2 separate regions of the Rattus norvegicus genome follow, and region 1 is linked to region 2. Evidence: chromatin contacts called from public Hi-C data. All regions are on one chromosome and are shown on one strand. The core of a region is the stretch at or near the end of the contact, and the rest is flanking DNA. Distances in the headings are between cores, read along the strand shown.

Region 1 (5,330 bases), core at 661-3,160, 550 kb after region 2:
AGGTCTTTCCATCTTCTGAAATTTTCTTCAATTTTTTTCTTCAGAGACTTGAAGATCTTGTCATACAGATCTTTCACTTGCTTAAAGGTTTGTACCAGTCATCTTTCCCATACTGTGATGAAATGCATGGAATAATCAAGGTACAAGAAAAAAAGAAAGTTTCATTTGAGTTTGCAGTCTCAAAGGTTTTGGTCTGTAGATAGGTGGATGAATTGCTTTGGAGCTAGGAGAGAGACAGAACCTCAGGCCTAGGACCATGTGGTCAAGCCAAGTTGGTAACCTCATGACAGCTGATTGAGAGAAAAAAAAAGAGAGAAGAGGGTATCAATAATGCCCTTAGGAAACTCTCAATGGCCTTACTTCCTTACTAAGGTCCCACTTCCTAAAGATCACCACAATAACACCTCTGTCTGGTCACCAAACCTTAGCATATGGATCTTCAGAGGAACACCTAAAATTCAAGCGCCACCAAGAATCTTGTCTCTAAATTTTGGAACTGTCTTATGCTGCTCTCCATAGTCTAACACATTTCTTCTGGTAACCATCTCCTCTTTTAGAAGGCTTTTTGTTAGTCCATACATTACAGTAAAACCCATTCTGCTTATGTCCTTTTCTTCTTGTACCCACTGCTACAACATCTCTCACATTGATTAGCCATTCGACATCTTTAATGTCTTTGTTTTTCAGACAGACAAGAGATTGGACCACGTCTTCAACATGCATTTCTTTCTTTATCCTTGGCAGCTAATATACTTTCTAAATTGTTAAATGCTCGAGTGTGTTTATTTATTTGTCTAATTTTTCAGTCTGTTGGATGCCAAGGACATGAGTGTTGAATAAATGGAGAAGACACAGAGAGATTTTATAGATGTCATCCCCCGTGCTTTAGAATGTTCAGGCTAGCTTTGGAATTCAGAAGAAAGGAGAGAAAGAGTGCGTGTTGTATGCTATTGGTTCTCTGCCATGAGTTTCAGGATGAATCTTTTAGTTACCAATTGCTATTTTATAAATGAAAACACTTTAGGTCAAGGCCATGCTTTGAGTTAACAGAAGAATTGACATTCCAATGTAAACCTCTCAGATGCTCGCCAAAGCTCTTTCCGCTCCCAAGGCCAAGCTGCCTCCTTACTCTGAAGGCAACAGCAACAGCACCTCATCTTCTTGTCCAAGGCATTTCACAGCCAGCACCTCCTTGGTGCTGGCATGGCAGTTGTCTCACGGGGGATGAGTTGAGCCCTCTGCTTTGTGACAGAGCCAGCTGCAGAAAGCACAGCCAACAGCTTCCAATCAAAGGAAATCCTGCAAAAACAGCTTCAGCGATCTCCTGGGGACTCTCCCCTTCACAGACCCTGGCAATAAATAACACACAAAAGCCATCTGCCCATTGCCAAGGTGGACTTCAAAAGGGGTGGGGCAACAGTATTAGAACCTTCCATTTGGCATGTGCACTGTCAGCCCATTCCAGAAATTAGTTCACAGGGAGTAGATGAAGGGAATGCCCACTTCCCCGGCAGCTGACTCGTGGGAACTCTGAGCTTGAATTAGCAGGAGGAAAAAGCAGCTTGCTAGTCTTCAAAGACCATTTTCCCAGCTAAGCCTTGGACGGCTGCTTTGACATGTGTTCAGAGCTACTCCCAAACAAGCACAAACACAGCAGACTCCACTGATCAGAGCTGCAGGACGGAAGGATGGAATCTAAAGCATGAGCTCCGAGAACAGAAAGTCCCAGCACAGGCTCCACGCAAGCTCCTCTAAGCTCCAGGCCTGCATCCTGTAGCCAAGGATGGGTGGCCCCGGAGCAGGAAACTCTTGGCAGCCTGCACTGCGTGCTTTGCCTGCTGACAAGAGCACACCCTGGCCTTGGTTATTGCCCTTATAAAACAGCTCGAGGAGAATGCAAGCCAAACGTTTTCAATGTGCTTGGAAGAAGAATGTTAACTATGATTGCGCAGTCGAACAGTACAGTACTGCAACAACACTCAGCGTTGCTCGGGGGAGGGGCCAGAAGATGTGGCTCAGGCTTCCCGTGGCTTCCCTGCCCTGCTCCTTCCTGCCCTCAACAGCAATGCTTCCCCCACCGCTGCCCTGGCAAGGCCCTCCCAGAAGAGTCCAAGCTTTGGGGATTTTATGGCTGTAATTAAGAGTCAGAATCCTTTCCAGCTAGAAGCTAATAATCTCATTTGCATTAATTTGATTTTTTTATTTTTAAAAAGTCTCTTTATTCTAATTAATTCACAAATAAAAAAATCATGGGGATAGTTTTAGGAAGTCACTCAAACATTTGCCGATATCCAAACTTTAGACATCCAAGTGAACCAACGTGAGAGTAGCTATGCTCAAGATATGGAGGGTTTTTTGTTTTGTTTTTTTCTTTTTGTGAAGGGGGGCAGGTTACACATTCACTATTAACTACACATTCTGTTCATATTTACAACTTTTCTTCACGATTTGACAATGAAGTCGTTTGTGATAAAAGAGAAGCAGAAAGTGAAGGCTGTAGAGATCGTCGTGAAGGATGACATTAACATTCACCCTGTAGAAGGAACCTGGTACGGTGCATGCCAAATATCCCCACAGTCACAGTCGTGCTTCGTGGACTCTTTCCTCATATCTTAATAAATCACCAAATTGGGAAATTGTCACTCACGAGCTGAAGAAAAATAAACACATAGGATATTCCACCAGGAACACACCACTCGGTCTGCATGCTCCTCACTCAGGAATCAGGGCATGTTTATTGTACTAAAATCCACTCAGATAGCGCACACACACACACACACACACACACACACACACACACACACACACACACCATCAGTTTTAGTTCTGGGTTATTTATCTATTCATTTATTTTTAATTGAACATATTTTTAATTTACATATCAAATGTTATTCCCTTTCTCAGTTTCCTGTCCATAATCCTCCTATTCCCCCTAATCCCTCCCCCTCCGCCATAAGGGTGTTCCCCCTATCCAACCCCCCTCACCACCACCACCACCCCCTGACATTCCCCTGCACTGGGGGTCCAACCTTGGCAGAACCAAGGGCTTCTCCTTCCATGGGTGCCCAACAAGGCCATCTTCTGCTACATATGCAGTTGGAGCCCAGGGTCCGTCCATGTATAGTTTTTCGGTAGTGGTTTAGTCCCTGGGAGCTCTGGTTGATTGGCATTGTTGTTTTTATGGGGTTGCAAGCTCCTTCAGCTCTTTCAATCTTTTCTCTAATTCCTCCAATGGGGGTCCTGTTCTCAGTTCAGTGGTTTGCTGCTAGCGTTCACCTCTGTATTTGACATGGTTCTGGGTTATTGATGTGTATTTTTTTCTAATAATTTTAATGAGATTTAAAGAGAGTAATAAAAACATGTATTTGTCCCTCAAAATGAAAAATAAAACACCATGATGAGTTATCAGAAGGATTTCAACCTAAGGAAAAGGACAGGTAATGTTACTGTTTGTTTCTCTGAAACTTTGGACCATAAAATAAAATAAATTAAAAACTAAGGGAACAATAGAAAACTTTTTGATGACTACTTAGATAAGTAAAGAGTAACAGTTGTCAGCACTATTAGGAATCTGGCTGAAGAAATGACCCAACTACTGCTTTTTCTGAGGACTGGGGTTCACTTCCCATAACTCACAGCGTGTAGCTACTTAAATGACACTGAACTGTAGGGGATTCAAGGAGAAGTTCAGAAAATCCAGAGAAATTTTAAGTTCCTGGTTGAGATGACCAGACAAGGATGCTGATCTTCCTAAAATAACATGTAAGTATAAAGGTAACAAAATAGAACTACTTTTTTACATTATGGAAATTGTTTCTCCTGAGAATAATGGAGTGGGCAAATAGCCAAGCCAATGTTTAAAACAATGGGAATGTGGAGGAATTTGCCAAAAAAATTCCATTTCACATTGTGATCACTGATGACATTGTTAGAAAACTGGGTGCTTACACTAGTAGAACCAAACAGAACTTCTAAAGTTAGCCATAAACACCATAGAACTTCACAATAATACTGAAAATAGAAAATTCACTGTGGAGTCTGGAGAGGCATCTTGGCGGTTCAGAGTGCTTGGTGTTCTACAGAGGATCTGAGTTTAGTTCCCAGAGCCCACATCAGTGGCTCACAAACACCTATAACTCCAGCCCTGGGGAACCCAGTGCCACTTCTGATGGTCATGGGCACTGCACGTCTGTGCACAAACCCACACTTTTGCATACATACATACATACATACATACATACATACATACACACACACACAATTAAAAACTAGTATTTTTTAAGCTCAAAGTGGAAAAGGTTCAAAACTGATCAAATGATCTTGGCAAACAATTCTAAAAATTATCAGAGATAAAAATTTTTTTGATCTTCATCTCAGGTATTGACAAATTCAAATTCCATATACTTTATAGATTCATGTGACACCAAACATAATTATTATTGAAAGACTCACATTGCAGTCAATGTCTCAATTACCTTGAAAATAGAGCGTAACTTCTAAATATAAAATAAGTGGGAAATGAAAGATAATGGCTCATTAATCACAAAACCTAGATTATTTTAAAAATACAACATGTGGGCTAGTTTTCTGTTCAATTTGACACAAGGTAGAGTCATATGGGAAGAAGGAATCTCAACTGAGAAAGTATCACCCATAGGCTTGGCCTGTGGGCAAGCCTGTGGGGTATATTTTCTTGCTTGATGATTGATAGGGGAGGGCCCAGCCCATTATGGGTAGTATCACCCCTAGGCTGCAGATGTGGTCTGGACTGCTATAAGGAAGCAGTGTGAGCAAGCGATGGGAATCAAGCCTATAGAAGCACCATCTATGGCCTCTGATTTTTTTATTCCTGCCTCCGAGTTTCTGCCCCGGACAGGGTATGATAGCTCATATATGTGAAACGCATTTGCATCACTTGCATAATTCATAAAAACTCATTAACAGCAACTGAGCTCAATATTAAGATAAAAATGCATCAGCCCATTTTAACCAACTGCTAATGTTCACAGTAGGATTGGTTATTGGTATACATAAAGCACAAATAATGAGAGTCATCGTAGTGATTTTCACAATGCCATATATCTTGTAGGCATACATGCATGTGTGTATGTATGCGAAAACCCTGGAAGTGACCCAAAGAAGTGAGCTCCAGTTCTGAAATTAAGTGTTTGCCTCATAAAAAAATGTGGTAGCTCTTTAGTTTCCTAGAAACCTGCCTCATTAGGTGGATTCCACATAGTTCATGGAGTCAAACAATTTGTGAATTCTTTCTGGAAGGGAATTTGGAAAAATGACTGGAAAATCTTCAAAAATATTCCTGCCAGTAGTAT
Region 2 (5,455 bases), core at 184-2,683:
AGCCACGAAGCCGCCCGAGGGGCTCACGTCATTGATGTCCGCCAGGTTGAAGGGGGCCGTGGGAGGTGGCGCAGATTCTCGGCTGTAGAGGAGCCCTCCACCTGTGTTGCCCGCAGCCACGCCCGGGTCACCCCCGGCCCGGATCGGATAGCTGAAGCTGCAGGTGGAGGGCGCGCTGGCAGGGCCGCTGCTAGCTGGGGAAGACGAGGATGAAGCTGACGCCGAGGTGGTCACGGTGGCGGCCACCGATTCCTGGTGGGATAGCGAGTTGGAAAGGATAAAGTCTAGGTCCAGGAGATCGTTGAACTCCTCGGTCTCCCTCCGGGGTAGGGCCGGGTTGTTACTGCTGCAAGCTGCACCAGCTCCACCACTTTCCAGGTCTGTGGCCACCGTCGCCGCCAGGTCGTAGGGGCGGCCGGGAAGTGGGGGAAGTCGCTTCATGTGAGAGAGTTCCTCTCGCCAACGCTGCAAGAACAGGGAGGGAGAGAGAAACTGTTAAGTTGTAGCCCCCTTTTACCACCCCCAATATTGACTTGCTGGGTGAAGCACACCAACAGCTCTGCCATAGGAACTGGACTGGACAGGAAGGCAGCCTCGGGGACTCCAGGGGCCAGCACTGCAATCTCAGCTAACACCAAGGTAAGAGGTGGCGCGTCCGTTCTACTGCAAGCTAGTGCTGTTGCACCGCCAGCCCAGTTCTCTTCCCCGCCAGCTCCGCGGGACGCTCCAGCCGCCCACGGAATTGGGACACTGGGACACTGTGGCTTTCTCCCCATGCACCATAGCCACCCCGTCGCCTACGCGCTAAGATCACTCCGGTCCAAAGGGTCTCGAGACTTGGCTACCTACAATACAGTGGCCTGAGTGCGCCCACCCCACAGTCCGGACGCCCGCAGACCTGTGAGAAACCGCTGTGCGCCCCTGGCGGTACCGCAGTGCTGGGACCACACGCACTTAAGGCCGACTCAAGGGCCGAGGAGCCACCTTGGGAAGGCTGGAGAGTCCCAATGGAGGGCAATCCTTGTCCTATCGAGGGGCTCTTGGTGAACCCCAGATTCCGCCCATCCACCCCACCCCATCTGCAGAAATCTAAAGGGCGCTAGCGCGACACTCACGTTAGTCGGGGCACCTGCTGGACGCAGTGTCTTCTCCCTTCCCGCCGGGCCGGACGCGAACGTGGAGAAGGACGGGAGCAGAGCGTCGCTGACAGCCATGTCAGACTCGCCAGGTGGCTGCCTGCGGGCCGGGCGGGGCGCACAGAGACCAGGAGTCAGGGGACACCCTGGCCACTGCTCCGAAGTTTCCCACCAGTCCTCACCCATTTCTGTTCCCCAAGCCCAGCATCTCACCTACCTCATTAATGTGGGGGCCCAGAAGGTCCTCCGGAGTCCGAAGAAGAGAGAGGGGTACCCAAACCCCGAAGTCAACGAAGATTAAAAACTTTAGAAACAAAACCCCCAAACCAAAACCCCCAAATTGCCCGAGATCCTTCTTCTTTGGATTCAATATAAACCGGAGATGTCTTTTAAAAAGTTCCTTTGTATACAAAAATTCTTAGAAAAGTTGTAAACTCTTATAAAAATAGACAATCAGCAAGGCAGATAAGTAGGTCCGATGGCCAGGCTGCACGCTCTTGGACTCAGCAGTGTCCCCCACCGTTGTCGCGGCCACTGTGGCTGTCGGCGGCGCGGGGGCTGTGGTCCGGGCGGTGGGCGGGCGGCGCCGCCAGGTGAGAATGGCCGCGGTGGCGCGGAACTGCGAGCTGGGCGGTGGCGCGGGGTGCGGAGTCCTGGGGACTGCGCCGGGTGCGCGCGGCCATGGGCGCGGGTCACGGGCGGGTGGCTGGGTGGGGGGCTGGAGGGGCGGGGAGGGGCACTCGGCGGCTCCGGGTGCCGCCGCCGCCCGCCACCGCCTCTGCTCCCCGCGCGCCCGGAGCCGCGCTCGCTCTTTCGGCCGGGGAACTGCCGGCGGCCGCCGCGCGCTTCTTACTTATAACTTCTCGCTCGTTCGCTCCCCGCCTCCTCCCTGTGGCGCGCGGGGCTCCGCCGCCAGGCCCCGCCCCCTGCCTTTCTTCTCCCCGCCTTCCCGCAGCCCCCCCGCGCGTTGCCATGGCAGCTAAATAAACAAACTCGGCGCACGTGGGGGCGGGGGCGAGGGAGGGGCACGGGCGGGGCGGGGCCGGGCCGTGACGCCAGCCCGGCAGCTGGCGGGCTGGAGCCGTGCTGACGCCGGCGGCGGTGGCGGCGACGGCGGCTTCGGCGCTGGGAGACCGGCGTGGCTTCTGTGGCCGCGCTGTTCGGGGTTCTCTGCGCGGCCACGGTCGGTTCCCTGGGCTTGAAAGTCCTGCCATGGGAACCCTGGCGAGGACAGGAGGCTGGGGGGAGAGGCGGCTTGCCCCTACCCCTGCTCGCGTACGCGCTTGTCCAGTCGTCTGCGCACTCAGGAGCGCGATTATCCGCGTGACTCATCCAGCCCGCCCTCGCATACGCACGCAGAGGCCTGGCCGTGTCGGCGCAGGGCCTGGCCTGGCGCGGGTGCCGGTGGGGCCTCCTGTAGGGTTGGGGGAGGCGGGTGATGGGGACGGGTAAGAATCTCAGAAGCTGGGAGAATGGATTCCGCGCCTGCTGTGGTGGAAAACGGCCGGGATTGGGCACGTAGTCATCGTTTTGATAATGAAAGGAACAAGGAAGGGAGTGAAAACGTCCCAGATTTACATGGGGGTGGTGGTGGTGGGAGCGCGGAGAGAAACCGAGGTGCAGAGATACCTTTCACCGGGGATCTCAAAGCTCTTTACGAGCCACGCACTCGCACTCTCCAGTTTGAAGATGAGAAGTGAGTCATAAAGAGGTGAAGCGGCGAGGTAAAGGTCATAGGACTACTCGCTCCCCCCAACTTGGGTTCTGAGCTAGCCAACCCACTCAAAGGGACTTCACTGGGAGGCGATCCTGTGCTGGGAAGATGAGCGCTGCAGTGGGACCCTAGTTCTCAGGCCTTTGCCCACCGGGAGGGGAAAAGGCAGTCATTATTGCAGTCTCCTTTCCCTGTTCCCCACTACCCTCTTAGTATGAGGTCAGTAATTTTCCAGCCGGGAAAAGTTTTCGCCCTCATCTCTACAAAGTACTTAAAACAAAAACCGTGAGTGTGGTGTTCAGTATAACTCGCTAAACTAGGTTTACTTTTTTTAAGACTAGATGTTTACTTTGGATTGGGGAGCAAAGTTGGGCTCCGCCGCCCTCACGATTGAACCCCCTGGCTGAGGGTGGGGGACTGGTTGATGCTCCAGCCCAGGCAGCGTGTACGTGTGCACTCGTTCCTCTCCTGGCGTCGGTGCCACGTCCTCTGTCGTTTCACCTGTTTGAGTCCCGGAATCCTGAGACCTATATTAGTTTTCTTCGGAATATTTGTCATCCTGAATTTTCCACTTCTCGCCGACCACAGAAGCGTTCTTGGAATGCATTTCGTCCCAATGAAATGGGGCTAGCCAGTCTGTCAAAGGCAGGTCTAGAGCTGGGCGCCTTTTTTCATCTTTAACCTTGGGTTTGGCAGAGGACTAGGCAGGCTTTCGGAATAAGGGGTGGGGGAGAGCACGACTTCACCTGGAAGTGGAGCTGCTCCTCCTCGTGACCTCGAGGGGGTTCAACCCCATTTCCTTGGAACTAGGACAGTTTAACTCTAAAATTATTACTCATTCAAACAAAGGAACAACTAAAAGAACACCTGTTCCGACCCCCCATTGCGGTGGCAAGAAAGAAAAAAAAAAATCCCGACTTGGAATGCTAGGATTGAGCATTACTTGGAAAGTGAGCCACTTTAAGGCCAAGGTCTCAAACCCTTGATGAACTTGGATGAGCCCAAGCTTGACAGCCACCACCCTTAGGATGTAAACACACAAGTCAGGGCTTGGAATTTACAACTTCGGTAGTCAAAGTCAGCCAGTGCCTTAGACTCTTTCAGCTCGTTTTTATTTACCTAGAACAGTAGCCCCACTCTGACCATTTAACCAGTAACCACCACAATGAAAAAAAAAAAACAACCAAGATTTCACAGATGAATTGGAAAGCCAATTCATAGTGATTCTTACTATGTCATATAATCAAGGCAAGACTTTGAAACTCAACTGAAAAGGATGAAGTTTCCCAACACCCTTCTGGAGGACAGAAGCCAGCAAGCAGCTCTCGGGTTATTCTTGCGATTGCATCATAAGAGGAAATCTGTATATACATCCCAGATTTCTAAGAGAGCTATGAAGTTCCAGCTCACAGCTCATCCCTTTCAAGACAGGTGCCGGGTGTGACAACAGGGTTATGACCCTCCCTCTCAGAACAGGTAGGGCCAGAAGAGCTAAATCCCTGCCCCGTATAATTTATAAACATGAGGCTGTGTAAACCTTTGATGACTAAATTGCACTCTAAAATAATAATAATAGAAGACACCCTTTAAAGAAGAATTAAACACTGGTGACTTTATTTCAGCAAACTCATATTACAAGTTTTGTGGTATGGAAGTTAATTATTGATGTCCTTGGAGTCTTAAAATATTTTTTTTCCAGCACAAACTGCAGTAGTTGGCAGATGACGTCATGGCAATAGCCAGTGCTAGAGGGATGCATGTCCAGCTGAGGGGGTAACTGTGTGTGCCATAGCAGGGCACATGGAGGATCTGGGCACCTGTACCTTTTTTCCTGGGTTTTCTGTATATAGCTGCCAAAAGGACTCAAGAAAAGGTGTTCTTTTAATTTTAAAAATTGGCAGAGGGTCTCACTGTTGCCCAGCCTGGTCTGGAACTTATAGCACAATCAGGTCCCGAACCCACTACAGTTCTGCCACAGCTCACGAGTGCTGGGACTATGTATAGGTGTCAATCACCAAGCCCAGCAAAAAAAAAAATAAAATGCCTTTTTAAAAAATTGAGTACAGGAAGTTGAATCGGATACAGGGGCCTAACATGAGTAAGGTGGAGTAAGGCGAGCACTTTGTCATTGAGCTATAACCCGGGCTAAAAGCTGTTTGTTCTTAAAGGCAAAGGAAAGGGAGGCTTTCAGGGCTTGCGTTACTCCTATAAAATCCCAACTGTGAGGACTTGAAACCCCCCCCCCCCCAATGGACCTCGATCTTTTTTGAGTTCCTGCTGCCATCTTGTAAAGGCCACCCTCATTTTAGTGTCACTGTTTTATCTTTCCTTTGTGGGACTTGATCTTGCTGTATTTCCCAGGCTGGTCTTGAACTTCTGGGATCAAGCATTCCTCCCACTTTAAGCTTTTGAGTGCCTGGAATTACATGCACGCACAGCCATGCTGATTGTGCTCGGCATTGACTTCTGACTTCTGTAAGTTCAAAACGTGGGTTTTCAAAAGTTGAGCATGATGGTACATGCCTGTAACCCAGGGTTCGCAGGCTGAAGCAGGAGTATTTAAAATTCAAGGCCAGGCTGGGCTACAGAGTGAAACCTTGTCTTG

Evidence for each region. Hi-C and Micro-C count contacts between places; a contact is called where the count stands out from the background.
Region 1: a Hi-C map of the A7r5 cell line shows a contact between it and region 2, with 3 times the contacts expected there. The contact joins the enhancer-like site here to the promoter of Klf4 in region 2. A contact is called at or near these places in 5 of 12 Hi-C or Micro-C datasets (the A7r5 cell line, kidney, liver and 2 more).

What each region holds. Positions count from the first base shown.
Region 1 is chr5:75,629,296-75,634,625 of GRCr8, forward strand. No RefSeq gene overlaps it. Among named protein-coding and RNA genes, the nearest start is that of Klf4, 550 kb to the left of the region's middle. Within about 2 kb of position 1,911, at least 72 of the 93 cell types and tissues checked have an H3K27ac peak or open chromatin away from gene starts, as enhancers often do. A contact at or near this core is called in the A7r5 cell line, kidney and liver, where this site is marked.
Region 2 is chr5:75,077,159-75,082,613 of GRCr8, forward strand. It overlaps Klf4 (KLF transcription factor 4), which reads right to left and starts at 1,434. Exons shown (of 5, transcript NM_053713.1): 1 at 1,354-1,434; 2 at 1,116-1,236; 3 at 1-465. The coding sequence starts at 1,358. All of the region lies in intron 1 of LOC120103069 (40S ribosomal protein S18-like), which reads right to left.